2 separate regions of the Mus musculus genome follow, and region 1 is linked to region 2. A link is a contact called in public ChIA-PET data. All regions are on one chromosome and are shown on one strand. The core of a region is the stretch at or near the end of the contact, and the rest is flanking DNA. Distances in the headings are between cores, read along the strand shown. Region 1 overlaps Itgb2 (integrin beta 2). Region 2 has its middle 14 kb from the start of Pofut2.

What was found. ChIA-PET counts read pairs in DNA pulled down with a chosen protein or histone mark.
Region 1: a contact with region 2 is called in an RNA polymerase II ChIA-PET map of effector CD8 T cells, with 24 read pairs. The contact joins two enhancer-like sites. A contact is called at or near these places in 4 of 39 promoter capture datasets (Sertoli cells, cranial neural crest, hippocampal neurons and 1 more), 6 of 115 datasets of contacts at active chromatin or transcription factors (bone marrow-derived dendritic cells, bone marrow-derived macrophages, craniofacial prominence and 3 more) and 3 of 9 other capture datasets (adipose tissue, liver and pancreatic islet).

Annotation. Positions count from the first base shown.
Region 1 is chr10:77,533,428-77,539,073 of GRCm38.p6, forward strand. The region is part of intron 1 of Itgb2 (integrin beta 2); the gene reads left to right. Among named protein-coding and RNA genes, the nearest start is that of Itgb2, 5.9 kb to the left of the region's middle. Within about 2 kb of position 3,589, at least 113 of the 459 cell types and tissues checked have an H3K27ac peak or open chromatin away from gene starts, as enhancers often do. A contact at or near this core is called in effector CD8 T cells, where this site is marked.
Region 2 is chr10:77,270,727-77,276,620 of GRCm38.p6, forward strand. No RefSeq gene overlaps it. Among named protein-coding and RNA genes, the nearest start is that of Pofut2, 14 kb to the left of the region's middle. Within about 2 kb of position 2,840, at least 41 of the 459 cell types and tissues checked have an H3K27ac peak or open chromatin away from gene starts, as enhancers often do. A contact at or near this core is called in effector CD8 T cells, where this site is marked.

The DNA of each region.
Region 1 (5,646 bases), core at 2,339-4,838, 260 kb after region 2:
CCATCAGTCCTGAGATGGTCTGTGTAGGGACTTAGAAGGTTGGGGTCCAACACCCCTTGAAGCTGACAGAGAAGAGACTGGCACTTTGGCTACCTCAGAAACAACCTAAGCAGGAAGCCATCCGTCAGCCTCACAATGCTATTTTGCAGCACCACCCCAACAACTTTCTGAAAGCTGGGCATTAGTTTAGGGTCAAGAGGTCTCAGGGTTCTCCACAGAAATGAGCCAACGTGAGGCAGGCCCTTCAACGGATAGGATGAGGCCCAGTGAACTATGGGAGGAAAATCTACTTTGTTGAGTCTATTGACGCAGAGGTTAATCTTGGAAAATGCCTGCCTAGTAATGTCCAGCCCCATGTTAGAACCAGTGTTTGGGCTCTGTAGCTCAGCCACATAGACACGGAGGGCCACCTGTGCAGAATCCTTTGCCTCCGTTGAGAGGAAACAGAGTGGCCTGTCTGTGAAACCCATGCAGCTGGGCCTAGGTCTAGAAGTATCAGCTCTAGGGCGGAGCCAATGTGTACATAACTTGCTGCTGTGTCTGGTTCTGGGGCTTAGGTGACAGGCTGGTCCTCTTGGAGCAAACCCACAGACTGAGGCCAGGCATAGGTTAATAGAGACACAGGCTAGCCCACATGCTGGTGTGATCTCCATTACTGTTTCTGGAGAACCACTGTCCACTTCCAGAAGCTAGCCCTGACACCCGTGGGCCTTCCATAACAGGGTCCCTACCAGTGATTCATTGCAACCAGTTATGGCCTATGTGCAAGAGATATGGACATGGGCGTGCCAGGCCTCTATGATGCTCAGATCCGGCCTGTGAGAGATGTAGGGACTTCAAGGCCTCGATGCTGCTGCTTTCAAGGCAGAAGTCTCAAATGGGCAAGGATCTCCCTGAGCTCCAGGGTCTAAGGATGCTCATGGTCAGTTCCCAAGGGAAGCCATCAACGGTGCCCTGGGGTGCTGTTTGGAATGGTGGGAGCTTTGGAACATTCAGAAACTCAGCCAGGGCGGGGGCAAGACACAGGAAAATTAAGCCTATGAATCTCTGAGAGCAGCCTGGATATCCCAGTCCACGGCCCTGAAGAGACCAGCAAGCGCTTACAGCTAGCAAAGGTCTGATGAGCAGGTTCCCATAGCAGTGTGAGGTCACCATTCTTCCTCTTCCCGAGGTCACGATGGAACTCTCCTCTCCTCAGGAATGTTGGCAGTGGGGACAGAAACATCAATCGCTTGGGGGACTGTAAGAGGCAATTTCCCATAGTGTGTTCACCAGAGCTTTTAAGTCGGCTCTGTGCACAGTTATGATACAAAGCTGGAAACTATAGACCGACTATGAAGGAGCCTGAAGGCACGGGGATGATGCTACCCACAAGACCTGGCATGTTTTGATCCATGGCTTTTTCTTTTTCCCTTCCATTTGCTCTCACTGTGAGAATGAGTTGCTCCAGCGGCTGTCCGTGCTATGCCGCTGCTGCGCCAGATCCCACAGGAAGGGCATCATGAATGTTAAAATGGTGACGCTGCCACCTTCCATTTGTAAGCTACTCCAGAAATGTCCCAGTTTTGATGGGCATCCCACGTCCCTCGGCCTCTGTGTTCTGCCTGTTGAATGCTTCTCTGAGTTCACAGTCCACGCTTCTCTGAAGGCTCACCTTCTGTCACTAGCTTCTCGAATTCTTTTAGAGAGGAAACTTAGCATTCGCTGTTTACACTAGAATTAGCGGTTATCTCCGTAGAGTGTATTATGCATGGAATGGTTTCTTCTAACAGTGTCTTCTTGGTTGTTTTCCTTTAGATTTTGTACACACATTTCTTTACCATAAGGCACACAGCCTTGTCTTATCTTTTTTCCATTGTATCTTTAGTGGGTTCTGTTGAAGACAGGCTTTTAATGTAGCCCAGGTTGGCTTCAAACTCACTCAAGAGTGACCTTGAACTTCTGATCCCCTGGCCTCAATCTCTGCTTGATTTTTCTAAAACTGAGTTATACAGATTCCTCTTCATTCTGTGTGTGTGTGTGTGTTTGTATGTTTTGAGTATATTTGTTTGTGTGTGTATTTGTGTGTGTGTGCTATGTGTGTTTGTATATTTATGTGTATGTTTTATGTGTGTGTAATTGTTTGTATGTGTGTATTTGTGTGTGTATGCTATGTGTGTATGTGTTTTTGTGTATTTATGTGAGTGTATAATTGTTTGTGTGTATTTGTGTGTGTGTGTATTTGTGTGTGTGTGTATTTTGTGGTTTTTGTGTATATATGTATATTTGTGTGTGTGTGTGTATGCGTTTGTGTGTGTGTGTTTCTTTGGGTGTTTGGGTGGAAGCCCGAAGACCTCAGCTGTCATCCTCAAGAACCACTACCTCCTTTGAAACAGTCTCTCCCTGGAGCTAACAGCTAGCCCATACTGGCTGGCCAACAAGTTCCAAGGATCTGTCTGTTTCTATCACCTGTTTTGAAATTACAAGTCTCTCTCCCCCCCCCCCCCCCCCCGCTCCTTTCTTCTTTTCCTTTTTTTTTTTTTTTTTTAAACAACATGTGTTCTGGGATTGAAATCTGGGTCCTTATACAAGTGTTTTACCAACATTTACTCTCCCAACTACTCTCATTCTAATGTGACCACAGCAACAGCACCAGAGCCCTGGCTGGGCCACACTAGATCACCATAGACAGCAGGACGCCTCTTGTATACTGACATGTCTGTAAGGATGCTTGGAGTTTCCCTTAAGACTTGGGACTTTTCATTGCGTTGTTTTTCTATTCATTTTAATGAATTAATTAACATGTGTACTCATTTATTATTTGAAAGGGTCTCACTTTCTAGTTATGGCTGTCCTGGAACTCACTATGTAGACCAGGCTGGCCTTGAGCTCACAGAGATCCACTTGCTTCCGCCTCCCAAATGCTGGCATTAAAAGGCTTGTCCCACTACGCCCAGCTTATTGCCGTGTTTTAAATTGCTTTAGAAAGGAGTCTCATTTAACTCCATTTGGCCAGTAGCCTCAGCCCCCAGTATCCCTGGACTCCACCAATCATAAGTACCACTGCCACCATGTTTCTTCATCACTTGTGAAGTTTTCTTCGCAGGCAGGCTCTGAGGGTTTTCTGAGTTCCTCGATCAGTATCCTCCCTAATCAGTGCTCCCTCTCACCCCTCTTCCCTAATCAGTGCTCTCTCTGACCCCTTTGGCTTTTTGTTCCCTGTCTGCCTGGACCCCTAGGAACCCAGCTACCCCATCCGTTCCCATAGGCCCCTAGTCCTGATTAGCTTAGTCAATTTTACACAGCAGTTAGTCAATTGAGGAACTTTCTGGATCAGACCATCCCGTGGGTATGTCTGTGGGGTAATGTCCTGATGATTAATGGATGCAGGCGGGCCCAGCCCACAGGGTGGAGCACCAGTCTCTGGGCAGGTGGTCACAGGCTATGCAGAAAGCTAGCCGAGTGTAAGCCCGTGGGAGGGTGAGCCATTAAGCTGCGCTCCTCCATTCTTTTTACTTCAAGTTTCTAGTTGACATCCTGCCCTGACTTCCCTCCGTGATGACTGTGAGCTGTAAGCTGAAATAACCTTTCTTCCCCTAACTTGCTTGTGGTCAAAGTGTTTTATCATAGCAACAAAAAGGGAACCGGAACAAACCTTGTCCCTGTGCCTGCCCAGAGCTCAGAGTCCTAGAGCCGGCTGCTCCCTCTATTCCTGTGGTCCCTTGTCCTCTGTCCGGAGCTACTTGATCCCCGAATAGAGTTCCACCACCCTTGAGCCCATCTGCCCCTTGTGGATGTGCCAAAGGCAGAAGTGACTCCATCTTGACACTGGGCCTTGGTGAAAAAGTTCAAGACTAGGCTGTGATTCCCTGTGATTTATTTTTTGTTTTCCTGAGACAAGGGTGGCCCTAGGACTCCATCTAGTCTCCCATAAACTACACTTAGGCTCAGCCAGTCTTCACCTAGGCCACCCCGTGTTGTTCTTAGCCAGGAGCCTCTGACGGGACAGGAAGCCACCCACCACCAGCCTTCTGTTACATTCACTCCACCTCTGCTGACTTTCTTACATCACCATCTGCTCTGTGTGTGTGTCTGTCTGTCTGTCTGTCTCTCTGTGTGTGTGTGTGTGTGTGTGTGTGTGTGTGAGAGAGAGAGAGAGAGAGAGACAGACAGACAGACAGATACACACAAACACACACACACAAAGAGAGAGAGAGAGAGAGAGAGAGAGAGAGGTTTCATGCCCCTTCAGCTGGCTTTGAACTCACTATGTACGTGAGAGGGTGACTGACTTTAAACTCCTGGTCCCAAGTGCTAGGATTACAGTTGTAGGTCACCACACCCTGCCCAAATTACCTTTTGTCTCTTGTTTCCTCTTTTGCCATGTGTATTTCCTTCTTCTCGGGGACGTGTTAGGATGTGGATACTTTCCCATCACAGAACCCGGGTGCTTTATCCGTCATGAAGTGGGGTCTTTATTCACTCCTCTGTTGAATGCCATAGTCCCCAAGGGAATCCTCAGGGAAGAACAACCCAGACCTTACAAGGTTAGGGGCCTGCTGATCTTCACCACTTCCTGGGTTGCACCAGCACTTGCCAAGCAGATGGTAGAGATCGGGGTGTCTCTGGTGCATAGTTCTGACAGCTACTCGGGCTGGGTTTCTCAGGAGGCTTCTGTATAAAGTTGCATCTCATGACTTGTTGAGGATACGTGCCTGAAGATCCAAAAAGCCCCAGTGATGTCCAAAAGCTAGAGGAGACACGGCAGAGCTGCAAGGTAGCCAGGAGGACAGCATCCACCACTGGGCATTTTTACTTACCTTTGACCTCGTGCCTGTTCTGGTGGTACAGTGAGTTCCAGGGAGCTGGGAGCTACTGTCACCAGACGGCCATTTGCTGGCTGTCAGGTTAAGTGGAGGGGGCAGCAGTTAAAGTATCAGACACTGAAATTCAAACCTGTCCTTCAGAGCACAGGTCCCACGTGCCCTAGGCCAACAGGTCCTGTTTCAGTGATAGGGCCCTAAGAGGGAGGGTTCAGAGATGAGAAGATAAAGAAGATAGGAAATCTGAGGTCAAGAGGTCATGCACAAGCTCATGATTGATGCCAAGCAAGTTTATTAAGAAGTACATCCAGCTGGGTGATGGTGGTGCACACCTTTGATTCCAGCACTCGGGAGGCAGAGGCAGGCAGATCTCTGAGTTTCAGGCCAGCCTGGTCTACAAAAAGAAGAAGAAGAACATCTTACATACAGTTTATTTTAAAGAGTTATTTATTTATTTACTTATTTATTTATTTATTTATTTATTTATTTAATGTATATGAGTACACTGTATCTGTACAGATGGTTGTAAGCCATCATGTGATTGTTGGGAATTGAACTCAGGACCTCTGCTCACTCCAGCCCCGCTCACTCTGGCCCAAAACTTTATTTTATTATTGTATGTAGGTACACTGTAGCTGTCTTCAGACATACCAGAAGAGGGTGTCAGATCTCATTACGGATGGTTGTGAGCCACCATGTGGTTGCTGGGATTTGAACTCAGGACCTTTGGAAGAGCAGTCAGTACTTTTAACTGCTGAGCCATCTCTCCAGCCCTTATATACAGTTTTTAAGGGAGAAGTAGGACAGTGTCTGAAAACAACAACAACAACAACAACAACAACAA
Region 2 (5,894 bases), core at 1,590-4,089:
TGGACACACAGACATGTCCTGCTGGGGACTAGCCTACACTCGGCTCTAGCATCTTACACAGCTTTCTTTGTGAAATTTCAGTGACCTGGCTATGATGGCTTACAACTCTCCCATCATCCTCTCTTCCCTGTCCTCAGATGTAGCAAGGGAAAGACAACATCTACATGGGACTTCTTTAGAGTCTCCCTAGATGCCTGGCCTGAACTGCTACATGTTGCAAGTACCCTGTATCAGTCAGGTTAAGGCGTCTTTTATGGACTTCTGAGGCTGCACTGTGTCATCTGCTGGCAGTCTCCAGGCACTGACCATATACCCTGCGTTTGATGACCTAGGCAGGAAGTCCATTCCCAGGAGAGATTAAAATGAGGAACCTAGTATACCATAATGCACCCGTAGCTGGAAGGCAGTGCTTCCTGCCCCAAATGAACAAGGCAATGCTAAGGATACGTTGGATCAAGCTGGGAGGAAGGTCAGTGGTCAGAAAGAACAGCAGGACCATATGGTCTTTGGTGTCCCCTGAAATCACACCTGGGGCCTACCCAGAGCAGCATGGCATTGCAGGCAAATGGTAGAATCCATAATGCCTTCGCCAGCACTGACAGGGCCATCCAAATGGGGATGACAGCATAGAGCAGCCCACTGGGGGTCTCTGTGCAGAGACCAGACGGATGACAAGTGACCATCCTTGGTGAAACCACAGGGCAATTTGTTCCACGGCAGCAGCTAACTGGGACACCAAGGACTATACATCAGGCACACACACTGCCTGAGGGCATCTGGGACAGGCTCTGTAGCCTCTGAGGAGTTGTGTTCATCCATTTTGAGAAGGGGTTATTTAGCTCACAGCTTTGGAAATGTCCTGGTGCCAGCCCCACAGGCTCTACCTCGGCTGCAGTAGCTCATGGGAACGAGCCTTGCTAAAGGGACAGGATCAAACCACCAGACGGGTTGGGAGCTGGGAGGGACTGAGCTGTGGCTCTCAGGACCCTCTCATGGGGTGACAAGAGGCTCCTTAGGACCACCTGGCCTTTCTGTGAACAATGAGCCTGGAGGGCCTCCCAACCGGACCTAATTCTAAATTATTCTACCATGTCTCTTGGCACTGCCAACTTCACAGCAAAGGACACTGGGTGAACACATGCCCAAACACAGCAAGAGCTAAACTTAACACCGTCCTCAGATCCATGCCAGACAGCATGCCAAGCTCCTCATAGTATCACTGCCATCATGGTTATGGAGTGGGGCGCTTCAAGACCACGGGGGCCGTGTCCACCTTCTACCTGAGCCGTCCATCCACCATCAGGGACTTATGTAGATGTCCTTGCTGCCAGCTGTTAAAGACTTAGGAGGGCAGGGACCCAGTATACTCAGTCACAGAACCTAGACAGGTCCCAGAACAACAGGAAGCCACTGGGGACTCCAGGGGGACAAACATATGCGGCAGATGACAGACCACAGCCTCAAACAAAAATTACATCTGTAACTGGAGCTCCAAGGTGGAGTGCAGTACTGTCCACTCTCCACTGTCCTTGGCTCACAGGGGGTATAATCTCCCAGTCTCTACAGAGCCATCCCTGTGCCCAGTCTCCTTCATAACAGCATAGTCGTGTTGGATTTGGCTTGCCCTGGGGACCTTAGTGTACGGAGTCACTTCTCTAACAGCCCCATTTCCAAACAGAACCATGTTCAGATTTACCAGGTTAGGGCTGAGTTCAGCATTCGAGTTTGAGAAATCACTGAGGGGCTGGAGAGAGATGGCTCAGCAGTTAAGAGCACTGACTGCTCTTCCAGAGGTCCTGAGTTCAATTCCCAGCAACCACATGGTGGCTGGCAACCATCTGTAATGGGATTCAATGCATTCTTCTGGTGTGTCCGAAGACAGCTACAGTGTGCGCATATAAATCAATCAACCAATCAACCAACCAATAAATCAATCATTGAGCCCCGATTCCTTACATTGCCTGCCTATCACTCCTGATTTCCTGAAGTCAGAGCTGACCTCAGATAGCCTCCTCAGAGCCATCTCACCCTAGAGGACAGAGTAGCCAGTCCACTGGGCCTGGAGCCCACATGGCAGGGAGAGTCACAGGGGTAGTTTGGTCAAGGTCATGTATGGCAAGTTTGTAGCAGGACATGTACCAAGGTGGGACAGAGATATTTCTGAGACATGGTGTCCAGGGCATGGCTGGATAGCTAGGGCCACTGCTTTTATTCCCCATCTGCCCTCTGGGAGTCCACTAGGAGGGCAGGGGACGAGGTCTATGGGGAAGGCTGAGCTGGCGTGACCCTGGCTGGACTGGAGCCTGCCTCTCTTCAGAAGTAAGCCAAGGCAGTATGAATTCAATGACCTGGTTGCTAGCTTCAGGGAGAAGTGGAGGGGGACAGAATGGGCAGGAAACACACTTGGGGACTGTCTCGAGTCACACCTTGGCTGGTGCCAGCACCATCTGTCTCAGTGATGGCAGCCATTACCTCTTGCTGCCGCATCAGCTAACTAATGGGAGGCTGGAGGCTGCAGTAAATGGCCTGTGACAAATTCAACCCTCGGCACTGAAGAGAGAGGCCTTGGCGGGAAGAAGCAGGGCTCCCTTATCTTCTCTTTGGCAGTTCTCGTGCCACACAAAGGGCTGGCAAGACTTTAGACCTGCAGGACACATGGCGCTATGGGCTCTCCCCACATCAAAAGAAGCACAGGAAGAGCCCTGCAACCCCTAGGAGTCTGTGGGTGACAGCACCTCCAACCCGCCAGTTTCAGAACCTGTCTGCTCTTGAGAAAGGCTAAGTGGGTTTGCAGAGGAAGCCCCAAACAGGGCCATGGGCCCTCAGACAAAGACGAATCCATCCTGTGGGAGTGGCAAGTCTAGGATGGGGTAGGAGAGGGGGGGTCTGTTACCCTCTCTGACTCTCCTTTGCCTCAGGGAATGGCAAGGATGAATGAACACGAGTTCTGTGGCTTTAGTGCCTTTGTGAAGGGTAATGAGAGACAAAGGTGTGGTGGAGATAAAGGCCAAGGCTGAGGAAATGAACTTCAAAGGGTCTGGAAGTTTCAGTGACTCACTGTGGAGATGGGGCTCCCCACAGAGGACCTCCATACCTGGGAACCCCAGCAGGGCCATTTGAAACCCATTTTGGACACAAGACTATGTTGGGAGGACTGAGAGGGCTCCCCACAGCTGAAACTATGAAGAAAGTGGCCCCCAGAGTGACTGGGTAGGTTCCTCACAGGTTCCTGGCTGAGCAAGCCCTAGAAAAGTGGCAGGAGATAGTGCCTGTGTGTGCCAAGGCAGGCTGGCAGCACTCTGGGGGACAGTGAATGGAGTGGGGGTGGAGTGGGACTGGAGCACAGGAAGGGGCCAGGGTACTCTGGGCATTAACCTCACTTCTGGACAGGGGGACAAGAGAGAGAGGAGAGGAGTGGGAGGAGAGGAGAGACAGACAGACAGATAGACAGACTTGCTTGCAATCCCCCTCTCTTCAGGTGCTGGGCAAGCACTCTAGCACTGAACTAAATCCCCTCTGAGAGAATTCCTAACCAAAGGGCATTTTGAAGTAGAATAGAAAATGGTCCCAGGCTGGAGAGATGGCTCAGCAGTTAAGACCACAGGCTGCTCTCTTCCAGAGGTCCTGAGTTCACTTCCCAGCAACCACATGGTGGCTCACAACCATCTGTCATGGGATCTGATGCCCTCTCCTGGTGTGTCTGAGGACAGCTACAGTATACTCACATAAAACAAATACATAAATTAAAAAAGAGAGAGAGAGAGAGAGATTTATTTTTAAAAAACGCCCTCACCTGCCCTTCCCCCCCAAATCAATAAATTCCCAAATGACCGGTCTCAAGTCATGGCAGAAAAAAACCCCACAAATCCTCTGGAGGAGTCCATCCTCAAATGTCTTGTGTAATTCTATAGAGATTGGGAGGTCGTGTGCGTGGCTTACGGACACACGCACAGCACTGCAGAAAGCAAGAGGTTGCAGCAGCGCTAAGGAGACTTTGATGGCCGTGTCTACAGAAGTAACAGAGGGTACTGAAGCAGGCAACCTCCAGAATGAAAATATAATGGCTCCTTAGCGATTCAAATAGCCAAACAGAAAACTCAGTGCCTAAGGAGTAGCTGGTGAACCGAGGGTACCACGGGGCTCAACACAGAAAGCCACAGACGCAAGAGGCAAGAGAGGCGGAAGGACCAGGTGACAGAATCGAAAGGTCCATGCTATCTAATGAACATTCTAGAAACGTTCTAGACATTACTCTTCATGTTCAGAAGACTGAGGAACCCCAAGAGGTGAGATGTAATTCAACCTTGGAGGGCTGCAGGAAAGCAAGCTGCGGGAGCAAAGGTGGCTCTAATCGCCGGAGAAGCTGACCAGCGGCATCCTGACACCACGGGGCCAGGGACCAGAGGGTGGAATATCTACAGATAGTTCTGCCACAGGTCAGTGACTGTCTCCCTGGCTGTGTGTGTGCGGCCAGCAGCATCCTTCACAGATGGCAGCACAAAGATTCTCCAAGACAATGAACCCCTACAGTGTTCACCATGAACACCAGCCTTTACAGACTCAGGGTGGAAGATGACCACAGAGCGACGGTGAAGGCAGGCAGAACGAATAGTGAACTGCACCACATGTAGTCGGCCATTGCTTTCTACTCCGCTCCACGTTCATTCCTTTGCATGTGAGAAAGGAAACTCTCCTGTTTTGATTTTTTTGAGACAAGGTTTCTCTGTGTAGCTCTGGCTGTCCTGAAACTTGCTCTGTAGACCAGGGTGGCCTCAAACTCAGAGATCCACTACCTGTCTCTGCCTCTGCCTCTGCCTCTACCTCCATCCTCTGGCCTCTGGCCTCTGGCCTTTGCCCTCTTCCATGTGAGATTCTTTTTGCTCTGCCTCGAGTGCTAGGATTAAAAGCATGTGCAACCATCACCCAGAAACTTACTTGTCTGAGGTGTGTCAGGTAGTGACTTTAGTTGAACTAACCTCTCTCTCTCTCTCTCTCTCTCTCTCTCTCTCTCTCTCTCTCTCTCTCTCTCTCTGTCTGTCTCTCTCTCTCCTTCTCCCCTTTTGAGACAGGGTATTGCTATGTAGTCATGACTGCTCTGGTCTGGAACCCTGGAACTCCCTATGTAGTTCAGGCAGGCTGGCCTCGAACTTACAGAAATCCACCTGCTTCTGCCTCCTGAGTGCAGGGATTAGAGGCGTTTGCCACCATGACTGGCTAGTTTATGAAATTTTGATGGCCTAAAGTCTTGATTGTTTTTGAGCTACCTATGACACAATTCCATGCTTGAGAGGGGGTTGCTTTAGAGATCATTACTTTTTGGAAAGGCATAACAAAAATCATAAAGATGTGAACATGCAAATACTGTGAACCAGCAATTCTGTCCCTGGGACTTCAGCCTAAGAAATATAACCTGGGGAGCTGGAGAGGTGGCTCAGCGGTGAAGAGCACTGACTGCTCTTCCAGAGGTCCTGAGTTCAAATCCCAGCAACCACATCAAGTGACTCACAACCATCTGTAATGGGATCTGACGCCGCCCTCTTCTGGTATTCATAGACATAAAATAAACAAAAAAGAAAAGAAAGAAAAAAAGAAATGAAATCTGGCTTGTATACTCACTAATTTAAAAGTTATACAGGATGTTGCCATTGCTTTTAGGTACCCATCATAACTCGATGGTAAGACCCTACTGCTGAAGACATGACTCTTCTTAGATGCGGGACAAAGAGAGACCAGCCTCTTCTGGTGAGCTGAGGCCTACTCCATGGGAGAGATTTCATGCCTGGTTCTGTAGGGAAACCTGCTATTGCTACATGTGATGGTTTGTATATTCTTGGACCAGGGAGTGGCACCATTTGGAGGTGTGGCCTTGTTGGAATAGGTGTGACCTCGTTGGA